Linked DNA regions of Mus musculus: region 1 is linked to region 2. Evidence: chromatin contacts called from public HiChIP or PLAC-seq data. All regions are on one chromosome and are shown on one strand. Each heading gives the region's core, a stretch centred on a gene start, on an enhancer-like site or on the middle of the called end of the contact. The rest is flanking DNA. Distances are from core to core; before and after follow the strand shown. Region 1 overlaps Cul4b (cullin 4B). Region 2 overlaps Tmem255a (transmembrane protein 255A).

Evidence for each region. HiChIP or PLAC-seq counts read pairs in DNA pulled down with a chosen protein or histone mark.
Region 1: an H3K27ac HiChIP or PLAC-seq map of large pre-B cells shows a contact between it and region 2, with 2.1 times the contacts expected there. The contact joins two enhancer-like sites. A contact is called at or near these places in 2 of 39 promoter capture datasets (the C10 cell line and pre-B cells), 1 of 115 datasets of contacts at active chromatin or transcription factors (large pre-B cells) and 2 of 9 other capture datasets (adipose tissue and liver).

Annotation. Positions count from the first base shown.
Region 1 is chrX:38,563,415-38,566,559 of GRCm38.p6, reverse strand. Cul4b (cullin 4B) reads left to right here. Exons shown (of 23, transcript NM_028288.5): 3 at 1,454-1,627; 4 at 2,352-2,897. Among named protein-coding and RNA genes, the nearest start is that of Cul4b, 11 kb to the left of the region's middle. Within about 2 kb of position 1,804, at least 424 of the 459 cell types and tissues checked have an H3K27ac peak or open chromatin away from gene starts, as enhancers often do.
Region 2 is chrX:38,232,594-38,236,071 of GRCm38.p6, reverse strand. It overlaps Tmem255a (transmembrane protein 255A), which reads left to right. Exons shown (of 10, transcript NM_172930.4): 3 at 169-231; 4 at 2,880-2,969. It overlaps Gm39507 (a long non-coding RNA gene), which reads right to left. Exons shown (of 2, transcript XR_882295.2): 2 at 2,418-2,660. Among named protein-coding and RNA genes, the nearest start is that of Gm39507, 5.8 kb to the right of the region's middle. Within about 2 kb of position 1,746, at least 7 of the 459 cell types and tissues checked have an H3K27ac peak or open chromatin away from gene starts, as enhancers often do.

The sequences.
Region 1 (3,145 bases), core at 555-3,054, 330 kb before region 2:
TGCTTAGCCTTGCTGTGTGCCGTTTCCCAAGTTGTAGACTTCAAAGTTTGGTAGAACAAACATTGTTATATAGGCTCTTGTTATATAGCCTGGGCTGGTCTTGAACTCAAACTGGCAATCCTGTTTCTCCTTCCAAAATACTGGGATTCCAAGCATGTAGAACCGCACTAAGGTCCAAGGCACGTTTGAAGCTTTATTTTCCATACCTCCAACCAGACATCCTATCTTCTAGTCTCATTGCACTTTACATAATTAGATAAAACCCTTTCATAGCTAAGGATATACTTTCTCTCCCCACTCTCTCCTCTCATTTTTTTTTGAGGATATACATTATATTAATCTTGCTTTGACTCCCTCATTTGTGCTTTTCTCCACAGTCATTTCTGGGTGTAAACAAGAATATTAGGTTATTTTGTTTTAAGGGATTTTACCCCTCGATGCCTTTTCAGAGGTCGTTATCTGGGGTAGTAGCTAGCATGTGCACTCTTTCCACACAAGCTGTTTACTGTGCCTGCAGTTACAATGAGCAGTATCTTGGCACTGTAGTTTTGAGTTTGTCTCTCCTTCTGAGAATGCCCTAAGATTAATTATTTTTGTTCTTTTTGAGTGTGTGCAGGCCCAGCCTGGCCTCAAACTAGGTATACTCCAGCCTTAGCCTCCAGAGCACCGGAATGACAGGTATTTGCCAGTGCTGTCTAAAAACTGTCCCGCGGGTTAAGTAAAAAAAAACAAAACAAAAATCCGAGACTTTACAGAGTTTATCGTTGGTAATTTAAATTCCGAGTTATTTATTTATTTTTTTATCAACAATCTTAATTAAAACTTGAGGTCTCATGGAACACACTGGTAGGGAAACAGACTTTTGCCAATAGTGTATCTAAACTGAGAGTTGGTAAATGAAGTGAGTCTGAGCTTTGTTTGGTTTACAGATTACTGATTTGATAGGGTGGGAGGGGTGAACCCTGAAATTGTGCTGGATGAGGCTACATGGCCTTCGAAAGTACCTTTACTCTTGCCAGTAATCTTAGAAAATGCTCTCGGTAGGAAGGTAACAGAATGTCCGTCCAGCTGTTCTTATTGAGGCAATCAAAATGCGGGCCCTGTGGGATGTTGTGTTACAGAGAAAAATGAGAGATTGTGTTGCTGCACTGAGTAAAAAACTTTCCTCCTAGCTAAGCCCTCTCCGCTCCCTGATCATAGCGATAGTCCTCTCTAGCAGGGGGCATGCTTAAGTTTCCTCTTACTTCAGCTTCTTCCCGTGGCCTTGCAACTCCTTAGTCCTTCATCTTGGTAAAGTTTCCCTTCGCCTTACTTTTCTTCCCACCCTCTTCTTTTCCCCAGATAGTTTACCCCGCCCCTAGCCTGCACCACCTACTCTGCCTCACCGGAGGCTTCCCGCTTCTTCTCCCGCCCCCCCGCCCCCCAACCAACCCTATCTGCCCGCCCTCCGCAGGTTCGGAAACCTCCAATCAAGAGCGCCGAAGGTGTCGCCAAGGTCCGCCCCGCCCTCCCTATCCACCTCTTTTACCCCCCGTGTTCCCTCCCCCAACCCCCCCACCTCAAGTCCGGCGGACCCGGGGGCTTCAGGATCTGGGAGCTATGAAAAGTGTCTGCCCAGGCACTTCCGGTAAGAGCGATGTGGCGCGAAGCTCCCCGCGGGACCCTTAAGGATCGGGTGGCCGACGGTGAGGGAGCCCGGTGGGGAGGGTGCCGGCAGGGAAGGGGTGCGGGAACCGGACCCCGAGTGAGCTGCCCGGAGTGAGCGTTCCGGGCGCTTCCAGCCGCCCCACGGTGAGTCGGCGCCCCCGCCTCCCAGGCCGCTCGGGTCCTCCTCTCCACCCCCCACTCCGCGAGGGTGACGCCGCCTCTCCACGGGCGCCGCGTGACCGGAAGTGGCGCCATCTTTAGCCTCTTGTGCTATTGACAATAACAAGCCTTGGCTCGCTCCCCCTCCCCCTCCAGCCCTGCAGCTCCCCTCCCTGAGAGAGGGAGAAAAGGAGGAGGAGCTGCAAGCTTCACTGGCTCCCTCTCCCCAGTCGCGCCTGCGGAAAGTGGGGAAGAGGGGACGAAAGCAGGGGAGGGGGGACGGCAGGGCTGTTTACCTGTCTGCCTCCTTCACCCCCCCACCCCCCGTTCTGTTCACTGCCGGTGTCAGCCTATCCGCCTTCCCAAGCCCTCCCATTCCCCCGGTGTGCCCCCCCCCCCACTTTCCTCCTCGTCCTCTGTGCTTCTCCTCTTCCTTCCCTTCCCCCTCCAGCATTGCCACCTCTCCTACAAGCACGCAGGCACATAAACGTAGGCTTTTGATGCTCCTCTGCCTGTTGACCCCGCTATTTTCATGTTTCCAACAGGTTTTTCTTCCCCCAATCCCTCTGCTGCTTCTGCTGCTGCTCAGGAGGTCAGATCTGCCACTGATGGTAATACCAGCACCACTCCGCCCACCTCTGCCAAGAAGAGAAAGTTAAACAGCAGCAGTAGCAGCAGTAACAGTAGTAACGAGAGAGAAGACTTTGATTCCACCTCTTCCTCTTCCACCCCTCCACAACCCAGAGATTCGGCGTCCCCTTCAACCTCGTCCTTCTGCCTTGGGGTTCCAGTGGCCACTTCCAGCCACGTACCTATACAGAAGAAGCTGCGGTTTGAAGACACCCTGGAGTTTGTAGGGATTGATACGAAAATGGCTGAGGAATCTTCCTCCTCATCTTCCTCATCTTCGCCAACTGCTGCAACCTCACAGCAGCAGCAGCAGCAACAACTTAAAACTAAGAGTATATTAATTTCTTCTGTGGCTTCAGTGCACCATGCAAACGGCCTGGCTAAATCTTCTACCGCGGTCTCTAGCTTTGCTAACAGCAAGCCCGGCTCAGCTAAGAAGTTAGTGATCAAGAACTTTAAAGGTAACCAAGGCCAAAATCCATAATCACCTACTAAGAATTTGACACTTGAGCAGTCACGTGTGTGCTATTTATGTTAATATATTGAACAGTATAGAGGTTGCCTAATGTTTTATGCGTAATCAATGAGTGGAAGGGAGGTCCTGTTTTTGGTGGAGGGTTCTTTCCCGAGGTGTTTGTGTCCTTCCTGTGAAGCATACTCTTTGAGTGTTTCCATCCAATGTTTTTGAGGTCTGTCTCACCCGTTCTAG
Region 2 (3,478 bases), core at 497-2,996:
AATGGGGAGAATATACTCTCATTGTACATGGCGTGTTTGTGTAAGAAGCTCCACGTGGCTTTGACATTTACACTCCAGTTCTTTTCCACTGTCCTGCACCATGGCCAAGGACTGGAATGACTGTGTGGGAAGGTTGACTGTCTTCCTAAATGCTGTGTTGTCTTACAGCTTGGCTTTGGATCATTCCTTGGGATCATCGGGTCAAACCTGATTGAGAACAAGCGGCAGATGGTAAGTTTTCCTCCTTTAGGGAGCTCAGTGATTACATGGATAAGGAACACATTGCCTAAGCTTGTGTACATTTGGCCCCAAAGGAAGCTATTATTTCACCCCCCCCCCCGCCCCCACTAAGCCTCCAGAGAACTTATCTCCCAGTATTTTCAAGCTGGTGTGCATCTCTTTAAGCTTTCTCCTTCATTCTCAAAAGAATACTTCTGGCTTTTCAATCAGGCTGCTAGTCTGGCCTAGAATGCCGGGTTTCTGTTGTATATCTTACTGTAGCTCTGAATATTACTGACTTTCGTAGCTTCCTTTCGGTTACATAATCTTTTGGAAAAGTTTTCGCAAAATTTCTTTGTATTCTTTTAGGAGATTATAATCTAGGGAACTCCCATTAAGAAAGTAAAGGGAAACTGGGCCTGGTGATTTCTGTCTCTAGTCCCGATACTTGGGAGGTCGAGAAGGGGGGACCTGGAACTCAGTTCATGATCACCTTTGAGTGATCTTGACTTCAAGACCTTCCTGAGCTACTTGAGACCTTGTCTTAAAACCAAAACACAAACTAAAATTAAAAAGAGGAAGCCAGGTAGTGGTGGCGCACGCCTTTAAATCCCAACACTTGGGAGGCAGAGGCAGGTGGATCTCTTGTGAGTTTGAGGCCAGTCTGGGCTACAGAGTGAGTTCCACCCTGTCTCAAAAAAAAAAAAAACAAAACTAAACAAAACAAAAACCCAAACCAAAACCAAAACCAAACCAAAACAAAAAAAAAATTACAGAGGAAGAAAGTCAATGTACCTGAAACATAGATCAAGCTAAAATTATGAAGTCAACTTCACAACAATATCTCTGTGTCTTTGCTGTCCGTAGTTCAAAGTCAAGTATGCAGTAAAGTGGAAAGGAAGGATCAGCATTTGACAGAAGCTGAAGCTTAGAAAGTTCACTGCTCGAATATGATCTCCTAAAGGCGAGCTGCTGTGTTTTCCTGGTTTAATTTTGAGAAGGTTTCCTTGAGGGCAAGGGGTAGAATGGATAGGCTGAATGCAATTGCAACAGTTCAGGAAGTCTGGTGAGTGGTCAGACACTGGACTAAGGTTAGAGTCCCCTTGAACAACTCTTAACCGCATCCAAATTTTGGCAATGGGGTCTGTTTAACATCAAGCTTAATCAAATAATGTAATAGCTCTAGGGACACAGAACTCTAACCATATGCTTCCCCCAGCAATATGGGAATCACTGCCAGGGGACTTCTAATAGTTTCTTCTTCCATTTCACCTGGACTCCGTCCCTTGCCAGTTTCGTTTTCACTTTGGGCTTAAATTATTCAAAATAATGGGGGAGTTTTAATTGTAGAGCTGATCATAGCATAGCTAATAATGCCAATTTCATGACATCGTTCATCCATTATTTACTGATTATCTGCAGTGCTGTGAAGTGAGATTTATGGAGAGAGGTTTCTGAACAACTCCCAAAGGAGATAAGTATTTCCTCTCAGCCTGCTGAAGTGGGTGAACCCTAGGGCAGCCTTGGCTTTGATCTTTTTTTCTTCTCCCTGGGGAATAGCTCGATGCCATGTTATTTCCTCCTCTTTCTCACCAAAAGCATCAAGAAAGAAAAATGCTGATTCCAGGTAGTTCACAAGGTCAACCATAGCAGATTGTGGGCTCATGTATCATATTTCCTTGTCCTCGAAGACATTCTGAAATTGTGATTCTGCCATACCTTAATATGTAGCATCATCTTGGTACTAGAAGATGAACAGTAGGAAAATTTATGTTATCTAACATGATCAATAAATTTGGCAATCTGGTTTTATTATTTTAAAATTTCTAGCTAGGCATGGTGGTACATGCCAGCATTCTTAACCTTTGGGTGGCTGGATTAGAAGTTTAAGATGATACTTAGCCACAAAATAAACTTGAGACCAGCCTGGACTACATGAGGCCATGCCCCCCCCCAAAAAAAGAGTAAGAAAGAAAATTTTTATATAGACCACACAAAAGTTTACCCATTTCAGAGACATCAATTCTTGCAAAATCTCTCTGGCATTTAACTGGTAGTGCATTGAATATCCCTTTTCTTCAATCATGCATAACATGATACAGAGTTATGTAGGACCCAAGAATCACTCTTGTTATTTTCAGTGTCCACTATGTTATCAAGCTGCAGAGTTAGGGGTATAGAAATCAAAGGCCAGGAACTGGTGGGCATCATCAGTTCTTTCATAGACTCATAGTAGAGACACTGGGGACACTGTTCCCCTCACCGTGCCTCCGTTTCCACAAAAGTAAAATACAGGGTTGGATTACATGATGTCCAAGGTCCAACATTTTTCTGAATCTGAGGATGGAAGGGCTATGCAGTCGAATTCCTCCATGGACAGCATACTCGATACCAGCAAGCTTCTTCATTCGGTTCTCACAGAATGAATTTCTGAGCTTACCCTGAAATATATTTTTAAAAATGCTTCAGTTTCCCCTTCTCTTCCTCCCTGCCTAACCCCATATCCACTCACCCTGCATGACTGAAAAAAAAAAAGAGCATCCTTGTCAGCGACAGAGTAGAGTTCTGCTTTGGCTGGCAGTCTCTTGGGGATTACCTAGTCTTCAAAAGCAGCAAGAGTGGAAGCCTAACAGACATGTTCCTTTTGTTCCCTCCTGCAGCTGGTGGCTTCTATCGTGTTTATCAGCTTTGGTGTGATTGCAGCATTTTGTTGTGCTATAGTTGATGGGGTCTTTGCCGCCAGACACATTGTGAGTATTGTTAACCTTGAGTTGAATTGTGCAATGCTATAATCCTGTCTTGAATGTGCACTGAGTGCTTTGAGGGGCACACGTATACAAGGGAGAAGGAAACTCCTCCTCTGTCTTCAATAGCTGGTAGTCAAGGGGAACACCGGTGAACAATGTAAGCATCTAGAAAAATGGACCTAAACTGCCAGTACAGGCTTCAGGGTGCCATAGTGGTTCATTTCCGGCTCCAGAGAGCAGGGAAGACTTCCCTTCCCAGTGGCAGTAGGGATGGCGTAGCCCTTTGGTGTGTAAAATTTGGGGTTAGGGGATGTCTTGAAGGTAGGGAAAGAGCAGCAAGATAGTATCATGGCCTTAGACAGCCATGATGGGGTACTGTAGAGACACAGACCATTTGATTCTGTAGCAGGAAGCCACATGGTCCAAACTAAGCTCCCCTTCGACAGCTACCAGAACAGACCATGAGGACAGAGGTACCCAAATACTGCTGTTCTTATGACAGTGGTTGAGGT